Linked DNA regions of Rattus norvegicus: region 2 is linked to region 1. A link is a contact called in public Hi-C data. All regions are on one chromosome and are shown on one strand. The core of a region is the stretch at or near the end of the contact, and the rest is flanking DNA. Distances in the headings are between cores, read along the strand shown.

Region 1 (5,616 bases), core at 2,095-4,594:
CCATTAATTATTACGAATGGTTTGCAGCTAGTCAGTGAGTTCTAAGTTGTGAGCCTTTCAAATTCTAGAAACATACAATGAATTTGCTCTGTCAGTAGTTTAATACTTACGTCTGTACGGAGAGCCTTAATATTCTTGCCTCCTTTTCCAATCACTGCCCCAGCATTCTGGAATGGATAAAAAAATTATTTTGCATTTAGAAAATTAGCATTCTTAAACTACATTTTTAACTTTAATAGTTTGCACAGCACTAAAAATCTTGAGAACTATCAAGATGGATATTGTTTTACAACAGGTCTTTGGAATATTTAGTAGAACATCAGGCACGGATAAAGTATAGATTACAAGTGCCTTCTTATAAAAACAAATAGAATCTAAGCAGCAACTACTTTTATATTACGACTTGAACAGAGTGATAGGGTAAAATTAAATAAACTAGCTTCGGGTAATAAAATGCAGCCAACACCTAAAATCTGGAATGTCTACAGTCACTCCACTCCTTTTCTAGTTTACGTGAGGTGGACCCCGTAATAGGGTTTTCACCATCACAAATTCAGCACTACCTGCAGTTTTGAAGCCTGCTTATCATCATCAAGAACCACAGCAACTAAATGTGACAGTGCACCCCATACTCCCTGAACTCAAAGGCAGACAGAGGATCAAGAGCTCAAAACAAACGAACCCATGGAAAACGCTTATGTATAAAGCTATGAAAGCTTTCCAGAGTCAAAACAGAGCTCAAAGTGAAAAAAAAAAAAAATCATTTCTATTTGTCCACTAATTTCCAAAATTTAGAGGAAAAAAAGCTTATACCTTGCTCTGAAGCAAAATGCGCAATTCAACCATCTCATCAGTATTTCTAGATCTTTTAAAGGCTTGTTCCTCTTCCATATCTTCTGCAGGGCGTTTACCTAGAAATTAAAGTTTAAATTTTAAGTTACCCAAGAATTTAAATCCCCAAGAAGAGGTAGCTGAAACCACGTTTTTAAGTCCCTGTCTTTGTCTTCTTCCTTCCTAACATCAAAGACCTTATTTTAATAAATATATTAAAGGATTAAAAATGGTGGGTGGAAAAAAATTGTACTGGTTTCTAACCAGTACAAGAAAAGGTTACTTCTTTTCATAAAAACGAAGATGTAACATACAAACTCGAGACTACAGAATTAAAATCTATGTAAGAGGTAAACAGAACATACCAAACGTGATATTGATGGTGAAAAGTAACGGAACAGAAAATATACAATTGATTAGAATTAAAGTATCTCCTCACCAAATTCACCATTGGTTTCGGTGTTAGGGAAGGTTTCTTCTGGCTGTTCGGTCTCCATTTTCTTGAACTAAATGGATCCACCAATCTGTTAAAAAATAAAAGAAGCTAGCTTGTATATTTGGCTTATCAGAAAGCAAAGACTATTTTGTTTACAATTTTTAAAAACTATACAAATTGAGAGACAGGTGTAATGGATTCCTTTTAGACTATTCAGACTGTCTCAATGAAACAAAAGTCTAACCACTTCCACCACCAAAACCTCCCCCCCCAAAGAAATAAAACATCAGTAATTCTGTCCTCAGCAACTTGCTTCATTTCATTACAACGGAAAAGCCAGCCGACTTAAAATTTTGTTCACAAGACTAATTCTTGAAAAGACCAAGTCTTATCACAAAGCTAGGACTAGTAGTTACTTGTGCCCCCACCCCTGTCGTGACTGACACTAATCAATTAAATCTGCCAACCTCACAAAACCTAACGGCAAATACAAACTACATTAAACTTTCACACAGAGAAATCTAAAATTCTGATTAAGGCACCAGATTGATATTACTACCACAGTTATCGCAAAGCCACGGAGCCTTTAACCACCAGCACCACTATTTTAAGTGATGTTAGAAAGGCTGCCTCCCAACAATTTCGCCTCTTATTCAACTCTCCAAGACTGCAACCAAAGCGCTACAACTGGTCCGGTCAACTTGTGGTCCTACCAAACCAAGGACTAGCACAGAATATCACGGGTATCGCACTTATGACTTCTCCTATTCCAAAACGCCGGCTGCAAGTGTCTGTCACCCTGACGGTGACTTGAAACGCCGAGCCCGGTTACTCTGCTCAAGCTCCAGCTGCGAGGGCAAAGGGGTTCAAGCAAATGAGCACCAGGGTCTACGCAAGATAGTCGAGCCCTCGCCCTGTAGCCGCGGTCCCCGAAACCCGCTAGCACTAACAGGTCCGCCGAGCGACAGACAGCACGCGTCGTCCTCCCGCCCACGGCCCGGCCCCACGAAGCGCCCCGCTACCGTCGCCGAGCGGCGCGCCGAGGCTCTCCTCACCCGGACCCGACAGGAAATGGCGGCCCGCGTAATGGCGACTACGTGCGACTAGGCGGAGTCGCGCGAGACCCCCCTCCCCCACCCAGCACGCGGGCTCGCGAGCGCCCGTCCCCCGCACCTCCCCCACTGCCCGAGACAAAGCAGCCGCGGGAGCCGCGGCCGCCCCATCCGCCCCGCCGCGCAGCACCCCCACCTGGGGGAGGGAGGCCCACGCTGTGGAGGGACAAAGAGGGCGGCGGGGGCGCCGCGGCGCACGACACCCGCGAGCCCACCGGCCAGCCCGGCGCTCCCTCCACACTGGGCGCCCGGGTCCTAAGCCCACAGGCCTTTCCCCACCGGCCCCTGACACCATCTAGCCCCAGCACGCCAACTGCAGAGGCACGCTCGGGGAAATGGCGGCGGTGGGGGAGGGGAGCCCGGGCAACGTTCCCCGGCCGGCCATGACCGGCCCGAGCGCCCCCACGACAGCCGACTAGGGGTCCGGCCCCGCTCCCGCAAGCGCGGCTCGCCCGGCCTTGCTCACCGCGCGAGTCCGCCGTTGCCTCCCGGCCGCGCCGCCTCCGACGGTCGGTCACTGCTAGACAGAGAACGAGGACAAACCCCCTCCCACCTCAGCGTCGCGCCCCATTGGCTGCCCAGGCTTCGGCGGTGGTGCGAGGGCGAAGCGATTGGCCCAAGGCCGCGTCAATTACGGCGCCGAGAACCCCGCCTTCCGCCGGCGACTCCCTTTGGGCTGTAAGGCCGCGGGCCTGAGAAAACCCGGGTGTGGGGAGAGCCTGAGCCGCCATCCCGGGGCGCCAACCCGCACCCGGGACTCGCCACCCCGAAGCCCCAATCGCCCCGATACCTACAGGCCGCAATCGAGTGGGAGACGAGCACGACGGCGACGTCTGTGCAGCGGAGAAGCAGAGGATAATGGCGTCTGCAGCGCTGTCGCCTGGAGCGCCCTCCTCCTTTCTCGTTCGCGCACTCTGTAGTGAGGGGGAGGGGAAGTGACAATCCTCTCGCGAGACTTGGGCGGGCTGCTCACGTGTGCGGGGAAAGGGGGCGGCCGCGGGGGATTTTCGAGCCCCGAGGGAGTTGGGCGGGGGCTGGAGGAGGAGGAGGGACGCCCGAGCGCGGCGGATTGGGCGGGAAGAAGTGAAAAGAGAGGGGAAGAGAAAACCCTAGGAACAGGAAAGGGAGAGCACCGGGCGGCGCGCGGCCCCGGGATCACGCTACTGCCGCTGTCGTGCGAGGCGAGGCGGCAAGGCCAGGTCGGTGCTCGGCCCGGGTTCCACCGCTGACCGTCGGGTCTCGCTCGATCCCCCCCTCCCTCCCCGCGCTGCGGACTCTGCGCCCCTCCGCGGCGCCCGGGAAACCCGCTTCGCTAACGGCTCGCCCGGCGGGGAGGGCGGGGGAGGTCTGGAAGCGGCGCCCCTCAGCGCCAACTCTGAGGGGGCCCGAACGCACTTCCGTGTTGGGCCGAGCGTCCGGGCAGCCGCGCTCCTCCCGGGAAAGCTCGCACGCACGCAGGCTGCCCGGCCGCGGCCGGGCCACCGGGGGGAAGGGTCACTGTGGGCGCTCCCCTCCCTACTCACCCTCACGGCGGTCTTCCAACGGCCCCAAAGTCTTGCTGAAGTGTCAAGATGTTCGTCTGTGGAAGCGGTCTCCAGTCAGGGAGGCGTTTGTGCGAGTGCACCCCGTCCTACCCTTCCCTTGAATAATCCCAAAACACGTACAGCTGCACCCTTTTAAATAGCTCTGCCATCTCGCAGTTGAGCCATTCTTTACCTAGCTGGCAGAGGAGACTGGGGACTCGGCGAGGCACAAAGTGAGGGTGGTCTTGCTTTGAGGCAACTTAAGGCATCCCCGACTGTCTCCGGGTTTATTATCTAGATCTCCTGTCCCCGCCTCTCAAATGCTGGCATCGAAAGGGTGTGTCCCCACTCCTGGCTCAAGTTTTAATACCTTGGGTTCTTGAGATGGAGTCTCAAAAGATCCTCTACTTCCCAGGGCCCAGATTAAAGGCGATCACAACCATGGCCAGCTAAATTAGTATTTCTATTACATTTTCCCGCCATGAGGCAGTTTCTCTGCGTAGCCCTGGCTGGCTTGGAACTCAGAGATCCGCCTGCCTCTGCCTTTGCACAGCGTCCACCGCAGCCACCACAACCCGGCTAAAAACTTTTTTTTTTTTCCTTTTTAGTTAAGGGGAAGCGGGAATCTGAAGGAAACTGTTCAGCAGTTTTCTTGACTAGACTCTGGGGAGAGATTGCTTCCTCTAGATTGTGTGGCGGGACTGTTCTTGCCCCCAGCTACACCCGTTTGTTTTCCTCTCTCTCACTTGGTAGGTTTTCTCTTTGAGTAATCAAAATCTGTCTTTTTGCCATCCTTCATTTTCTATTTAGAGTTGGAAGTTTTCATTATTAAAACCCCAGGCTGCCTATCTATCTCACTGGCATAACCCTTAGAGTGTGGAGGCCCCAAACTGGGGTGGCACAACAAAGCCCGTGACAGTTTGCTGCATTTAGTGGCTCTGGCTACGCCGGGAGTTAATGGTTAAATGGTATAGTCCAATACTTTAGTGTCAATTCGGATCCGGTATTACTTAGCTGTGGGATTTATTATCATTTTCCAATAGCTGGCTGGGATAATATTTAAAACACTATAGGCACCATATCCTGAGTTCTCTCCTGTTTGCCACTTTAACAGTTTAATGCTTATTACAGTACTTTGAGTAAGTTGTGGTTGTTTTATGTATGAGGGAGTTTTTTGAAAAGTAGAGTAAACTATGGTGGTTCTTGCCTTTAATTGAAGCAGCTGGGAGGTGGAGCTGCCAAGGCCGCTCCTGATGATGTAAATTTCATCTCTAGAATGGGGGAAGAGAACTGACTCTCAAGTTGAACTCTAAACTCCACACATGCATATATAAGGAAAAATATTGAGGATAAAAACCATATCCAAGGTGACAGAAACAGAGCTGGGTTACACACTCCTAAATGGAATTGTCTCCTTATTTTATTTTTTTTTCCCTCAAGACAGGGCTTCTCTGTGTATCCCTGGCTGGAGCTCCCTCTGTAGACCCAGGCTGTCCTCAATCTCAGCTTCGATTGCCTCTGCCTCCGAGTACTGGGATAAAGAAGTGTGTTGCTGCTGGCCAGTCCGGCTTCATGATCACTTACGTCAGTGCTAATACATCACTTTTTACCTCTGACTTTCTTTTTGGATTACCTTCCAAGAATCCTGAAGTTATCTTGGTGTCTTTAACAAGTCAAAAATAGGTGTTTTTTTCTTTTTTTTAACATATTGGAT
Region 2 (5,808 bases), core at 2,398-4,897, 240 kb before region 1:
AGCCAACAGGAGAGTGGACTCCAAAGCGTCCTCCTGCCTCCACAGGTGCTGGGTGAAAGGCACACGCTCACACACAAACCAATGTAAGGATCTTCCACACTATTAACTAATAATTACCTTACAACTTACACTCTGGAAAAATCAGCAAACATTCAGGCATGACAAACTATACTCAAAGGACTCTTATCACCACCTCCTGTCCTCCAAGTTCTCACCGGTGAAGCAAGACATCACAGTTGTCTACCCATTTAAAACACGCTACGTGCCAAAGGCTGGCTAGGGGAACACAGGAAGTGCCTACAAAAACATTACCATCTTCCTTTCACCGCCAACACTGATCTGTTAATAGACCTGGAACTGTGGGATCTTATGGAATTTTAAGTCATCCACTACCTTTTTACAAGTCACTTACTGAAAAACTGACCACCTCACATGTGACAATCTTCCACAATACCTAACAGCTCAGTTTTTTCATCAAATATAACCTTAAATCAGAGGTTAACGTGAGTTTTAGATCTTTTCCTGTACCCTAGAGGGATCCCAAAGAGCCTGCATTAGATCTTCAAGTGTAGTTTCAAGCAGGAATTTAAGGGAAGAATGGTGAAAAAGAAGTTCATGCAATTCTTACTTTCATGTGCAAACACACCCCTACACTGTCGACTGTTAAATTCTTGGACCGAGCATCAGCTATGGTTCACTGCACTGGGCAAACCAGCCTAACGTTGGCCCTCTCCTACCTTTGTAAGAGCCTTAGTAATTACAGTATTTTGGCTAGAGTCTGATCTTAGAAATTATAGAAAACTTAAAATGTGGAGGTTCCCACATAAAATATTTTAAAATGTGAAAAAAAAAAATCTTCCCAAAAGCTTGCTACTATAAGGCTTTGGGCTTTCAAACTGAGCCGGATTCTTACCATACCATTAAACCCAGCAAGTTAACTGGTACTCTGAACCCACCCACCAGGTTATACATACTCTCACTCGATCATGTAAGAATTGAAGTCTTTATTTGTGATATCCATAAACGTTGCTATTCTATGTTTCTATTCAGGAAGGCAATTTTCTCCTATTATCAGTGTTTGTTTTTTTTTTTATAAACAACAACTTGAATTCTATTGCATGAAGGGCTACAAATACACGTTAACCAAGCAGAATACAGATATTTTGTTTTACAACTTGCACCTAAAACCCCAGTACACACAGCTGCTTCAGTAGCTATCAGAGCAGTTTGGGGCTACTGCCCAAGCTATGCATAGCAGTTTACATATTCAAATCTCACGTAGAAAAGCGACTGATCACGGGCTGTTAACTACACTCCTGGGAAGCCCGTCTCAGCTACAAGTAAATGCGGACCTTTCAAGTCTGCAGACTTCTGGTGGCAAACTGCTAAATCTGATGAAATTGGTTTTTTTAAACCAACTTTCTTGCAGCTATACTGCCACTCTACCAGCAGATGGTGCTACATCGGTTGGACTTAAAAGGACAAAGTTCAGACTTAGGGAAGAAACGGTTTTTTTTAAACCTGCTCTGAAAATACATCTTAAAAAAACTCATTTAGTGTTAGGGTAAAATAGAACCCTTATTTGTAACCATTCATTACAGACAAACCAATAAGGGTGAAACTAGGTCATCTAAAAAAGTTTTAAACAGTTTATATGAATGAGAACACATGCTTTAAACACAAACTGTTTCTTTTAAAACTACACAGTACATATTTTGAGTAAATTCTCAGAGAAAGAAGAACCAACCATGTCAAGATGATAAGCAAACCGCTTATTACAGAGATGGATGCACAGAAACTGAACAGCCACATCCACCACTTCAAAACGTTTTGTCTGTAAAAGGTTAAATTCAACACATCACTAACTGGGCAAACAGGAAGGAGAAAAAAAAAAGAACCCACAAGACCTCCTTGAAGCTTCTCAAAGTACACATCAAAACCTAACAAAAATTTCCTTTAAAACGGTAAGGAGTGGATCCTAGAAAAAAAATGTTAGACATGTACGGTCAAACACAATGATTTATTAAAAATAAAACGTAAAAATGATTTTTGTACATATGCTTCCAAATTTCAGGCATGGGATCCAAGTAGGTTTCATAGAAAACGCTGTAGCCAGGTATCAAGTCCTTACAACAAAGTAAACTACCCTCCCACCCAACCCCCACCCCGGTTTTGCTACAGAATCAGCAAGTTCAGCCCCCCGCCCGCCGCCCCCCCAAAAAACACAAATTAAAACGAGACATCTTGCTAGTATAAAAACGACCAAGGTCCAAGTAATAATAAAAAAATAGAGTCCATCAATGACTGTAACACAAAAATGTGTGTGTGGGGCCGAGTCCACCTTCGGGGGGACGGGGACGGGCAGGCAAGCGGGGGTCGCGCCCCCCGGGGTGAGCGGCTCTCCCGGGGGCACCTGGGGTGGGCGCGGAGGGCGAGGGAGGCCGCGCCTGCCGCCGCCGCCGCTGGCATCCGGAACCCGGCTTCTAGAACGAGCCTCCGCCGTAGCCGCCGCCGCCGCCGCCGCCGTAGCCGCCTCTGTACGGTCCACTGTTGCTGCGGCCGCCCCAGCTGCCGCCGCCTCCGCCTCCGCCTCCGCCGCTCTTCATCGGCCCGTACGAGGACTGGTGCTGGCTGTAGCTGCCGAAGCCGCCGAAGCCGTTGCCGTAGTCGCTGCCGCCGTACGAGCCGCCGCCGCCGCCGCCCCCGTAGGCGCCGTAGCCCCCGTAGCCGCCGTAGCTGTTGTAGCCGCCGCCGCCGCCCTTGGCCAGCCCGTTCTGGTCTCGGCCGCCGCCGCCTCCCCCGCCGCCGCCGCGGCCCCGGCCGCCGCCGCGCCCGCCCCGGGCCGCCCGCGCGCCCCCGCCGCCCGCGTGGATATCCTCCTTGGGCACCGCCTTCTTCACCTCCACGCGGTGGCCCTGGATCGGGTGGAACTTGACCACCGCCGCCTTGTCGGCCGCGTCGTGGCTCTGGAAGTAGACGAAGCCGAAGCCGCGCTTCTTGCCGGACTGCTTGTCGGCGATGATCTCCGCCTTCTCCACGGCGCCGAACTGCGAGAAGTGCTCGATCAGGTCGCCCTCCGCCACGTCGCCCTTGAGGCCGCCCACGAACAGCTTCTTCACCTTGGCGTGGGCCCCGGGCCGCGCCGAATCCTCGCGCGACACGGCGCGCTTCAGCTCCACCGTGTTGCCGTCCACCGCGTGCGGCGACGCGGCCATGGCGGCGTCCGCCTCCTCCACGTTCGAGTAGGTCACGAAGCCGAAGCAGCGGGAGCGCTTCGTCTGGGGGTTCACCACCACCACGCAGTCCGTCAGCGTCCCGAAGGCCTCGAAGTGGCCGCGCAGCCCCGACTCACTCGTCTGCACGTTCAGGCCGCCGATGAACAGCTTGCACAGCTGCGAGTTCTCCATGTCGGACGCCCGGGCCCTGCCCCCGCCCTGCGCGCTCCGCGGCGTCGCCGTCGCCGTTAAGCGGTCGCCGAGGCCTCGTCAGAGCCCGGGCCCGGCCGCCGCCGCCGCCGGCGGGGAAGGGGCGGGAGGGGGAGGGAAGGGGCGCGCTGCCGGCCCGAGGGCGAGCCGAGGACGCTGGAACCCTACCAGGGCCGCCGCGGCCGCCACCTCCGCTCCCCTATCAGGACACCACACAAAGAGGCCGCTGAAGGCGCGCGCACCCTCCCCGCGCGGTGCGTCACCAGCGACGCCGGGCCGCCAGCCAATCGCCTCCGCGCTCGCCTTAGTCCCGCCTACCGCGCCGCAGCGCCGCTCTAGGCCGCGGCCTCCCCGCCCTCCGCGGTTTCCGTCCCGGCCTCGGGCTCCTTGGCGTCTGCCGCTTCTTCCGCCTCCACGCTCGCCCTCGACGCGGTGCTGCAGCACCCCGGAGACGGCCCGCCAAAGCCCTCCGCGCGCGTCCGCGGAGCGTTTCCTGTCAGCCGCGCGGCTGTTCCCGCAGCCTTCCCTCCCTCCCTTTGCCGGATCCCCAGGCCCAACTCCTCAGTGGCGTTCGCGCCAGCCCCTTGAGGGACGTGTCCGGATAGCCAATCAGCGACAGAACCTGGATCACACTTCCGTTTTCCGCCGCTGCGGGACGGGCGCGCACCTCTTGAGCGCTGGCCCGGCGCCTCCTGTGCGGAGCTGGCTGTCGCCCGCACGCCTCGTCCTCGCGCGCCCTCGCGGGAATTCTGGCCGTTCCCAACGGATCTGCCCGGGGCCCCGCGCGGGCTTTTTGAAAACTTGACTGTTGGGGCCGGCCCGCACCTGGCGTCAGCTCCCCTCGGGCGGCACAAAGATGGTGGGCCGAGGCCTGACCCCCCAAAGCGGTTATTGGCCGTTTACGGTGGGCTGGTGGCCCGGTTAAGCTAATGTGACTCTTGCCCCGTGCCACTCTGCTCGCCCAAGCGAGTCCGTGAGAAATTAACAACTCCAAAGCCCTTCAGGCCGGGTGACCCAGACAAGGCCCGAGCCCGGCCCGTGGTAGCGGCTAGCGATGCTCCGCCCTGTTCCTCTGCAGCAAACTCCTGCAGACATGTTCCGTGCGAGCCAGCCAGTGTTTAATCTGCCCCTTCTGAACGCTGCTACCTTTGAGACGGGCTTTATTCAGCCCAGGCTGACCTCGAACTCATGGGATATTAGCCCCCCCAAGCATGTTCTATGAAGTTTTCACATTTTTATTACGTTCTCACCACCATCCCTCCTGTGGTTTGGGAATATAAAGTCAGGGCTTCACGAATCAGAGTTGTGTCCCCAGCAACCCCTTTCCCGTTACTTTCCATCTTCCTCATTCGGGTGCACCTCTGTGCCCTGCTGCCAGCTTCGTGAACACATACAGCCATTTTACCAACTTTATTCAATATAGCTAGATTAAAAACTGTCGGGTACAGTGCTTAGTGTTCACAGACAAGATCTCGATTTCTACAGTGTCTCAGGGTTTCTCTTGCTGCAACGAAAACACCATGACCAAAAAGCAAGCTGGGAAGGAAAGGGTTTATTTGGTTTCCATCTCCCCTTCATAGTCCATCATTGGAGGAAGTCAGGAACTCAAGCAAGACTAGAACCAGGAGGGGGGGATGATGCTTACTGGCTCGATTCACATGGCTTGCTCGGCCTGCTTTCTTATAGAACACAGGACCACCAAGGATGGCACCCACCACCCAAAGTGAGCTAGGCCTTCCCCATTGATCAACTAGTTGAGAAAATGCCCTCTAGCCGAATTTCACGGCATTTCCTCAACTGAAGCTCCTTTCTCTCCGATGGCTCTTACCTTCTGTCAAGTTGACACACAAAATCAGCCAGTACATACAACAAGGAAAACGTGGGGCTCCCCCCCGCCCCCATTTTAAAATAAACTTGAGGGCTGAAGAGATGGCTCACTGGTTAGCAGCACTTGCTGTTTCCAGAGGACCTGAGTTCTGGTCAGTTCCCAGCACCCTGGTGAGAGCTTCCGCCCTAATGGAAGCTCTGGCCTCTGCACACACCCCTGCACTCATGTGCATATGCAGACACCCGCACCTATACATGATGTTTAAAACATTTTAAGTAATGGTTTTTAAGACCGTAGCTTTATTGCCCCAAAATTGTACGCCAGGATTGGATTCAAGCGGCAGGTCGGGTGGGGTGTGCATCACGGTGTTTGAACACGGGAGGGCTAAAATAGCACAGCAAGCAGAAAGTTCAAGGCAAGGAGCTGTTTGGTGTTCGTCTGGAGTTACAGATGATTTAAAGCCACCATGTGGGCGCCGGGAATCCAACCCGAGCAGCCAGTGCTGTTAACTTCTGAGTCATTTCTCTGGCCTCAGGTCTTTTTTTTTTTTTTTTT

Evidence for each region. A called contact is a pair of places that touch in the nucleus more often than the background predicts.
Region 2: a contact with region 1 is called in a Hi-C map of liver, with 3 times the contacts expected there. The contact joins the promoter of Hnrnpa0 here to the promoter of Rmi1 in region 1. A contact is called at or near these places in 2 of 12 Hi-C or Micro-C datasets (hepatocytes and liver) and 1 of 1 datasets of contacts at active chromatin or transcription factors (oligodendrocytes).

What each region holds. Positions count from the first base shown.
Region 1 is chr17:6,266,979-6,272,594 of GRCr8, reverse strand. Rmi1 (RecQ mediated genome instability 1) reads left to right here and starts at 3,344. Exons shown (of 3, transcript NM_001400626.1): 1 at 3,344-3,578. Hnrnpk (heterogeneous nuclear ribonucleoprotein K) reads right to left here and starts at 1,355. Exons shown (of 15, transcript NM_057141.1): 1 at 1,271-1,355; 2 at 814-911; 3 at 111-167. The coding sequence starts at 1,328.
Region 2 is chr17:6,510,968-6,516,775 of GRCr8, reverse strand. Hnrnpa0 (heterogeneous nuclear ribonucleoprotein A0) reads right to left here and starts at 3,647. Exons shown (of 1, transcript NM_001400783.1): 1 at 990-3,647. The coding sequence starts at 3,407. The coding sequence ends at 2,484.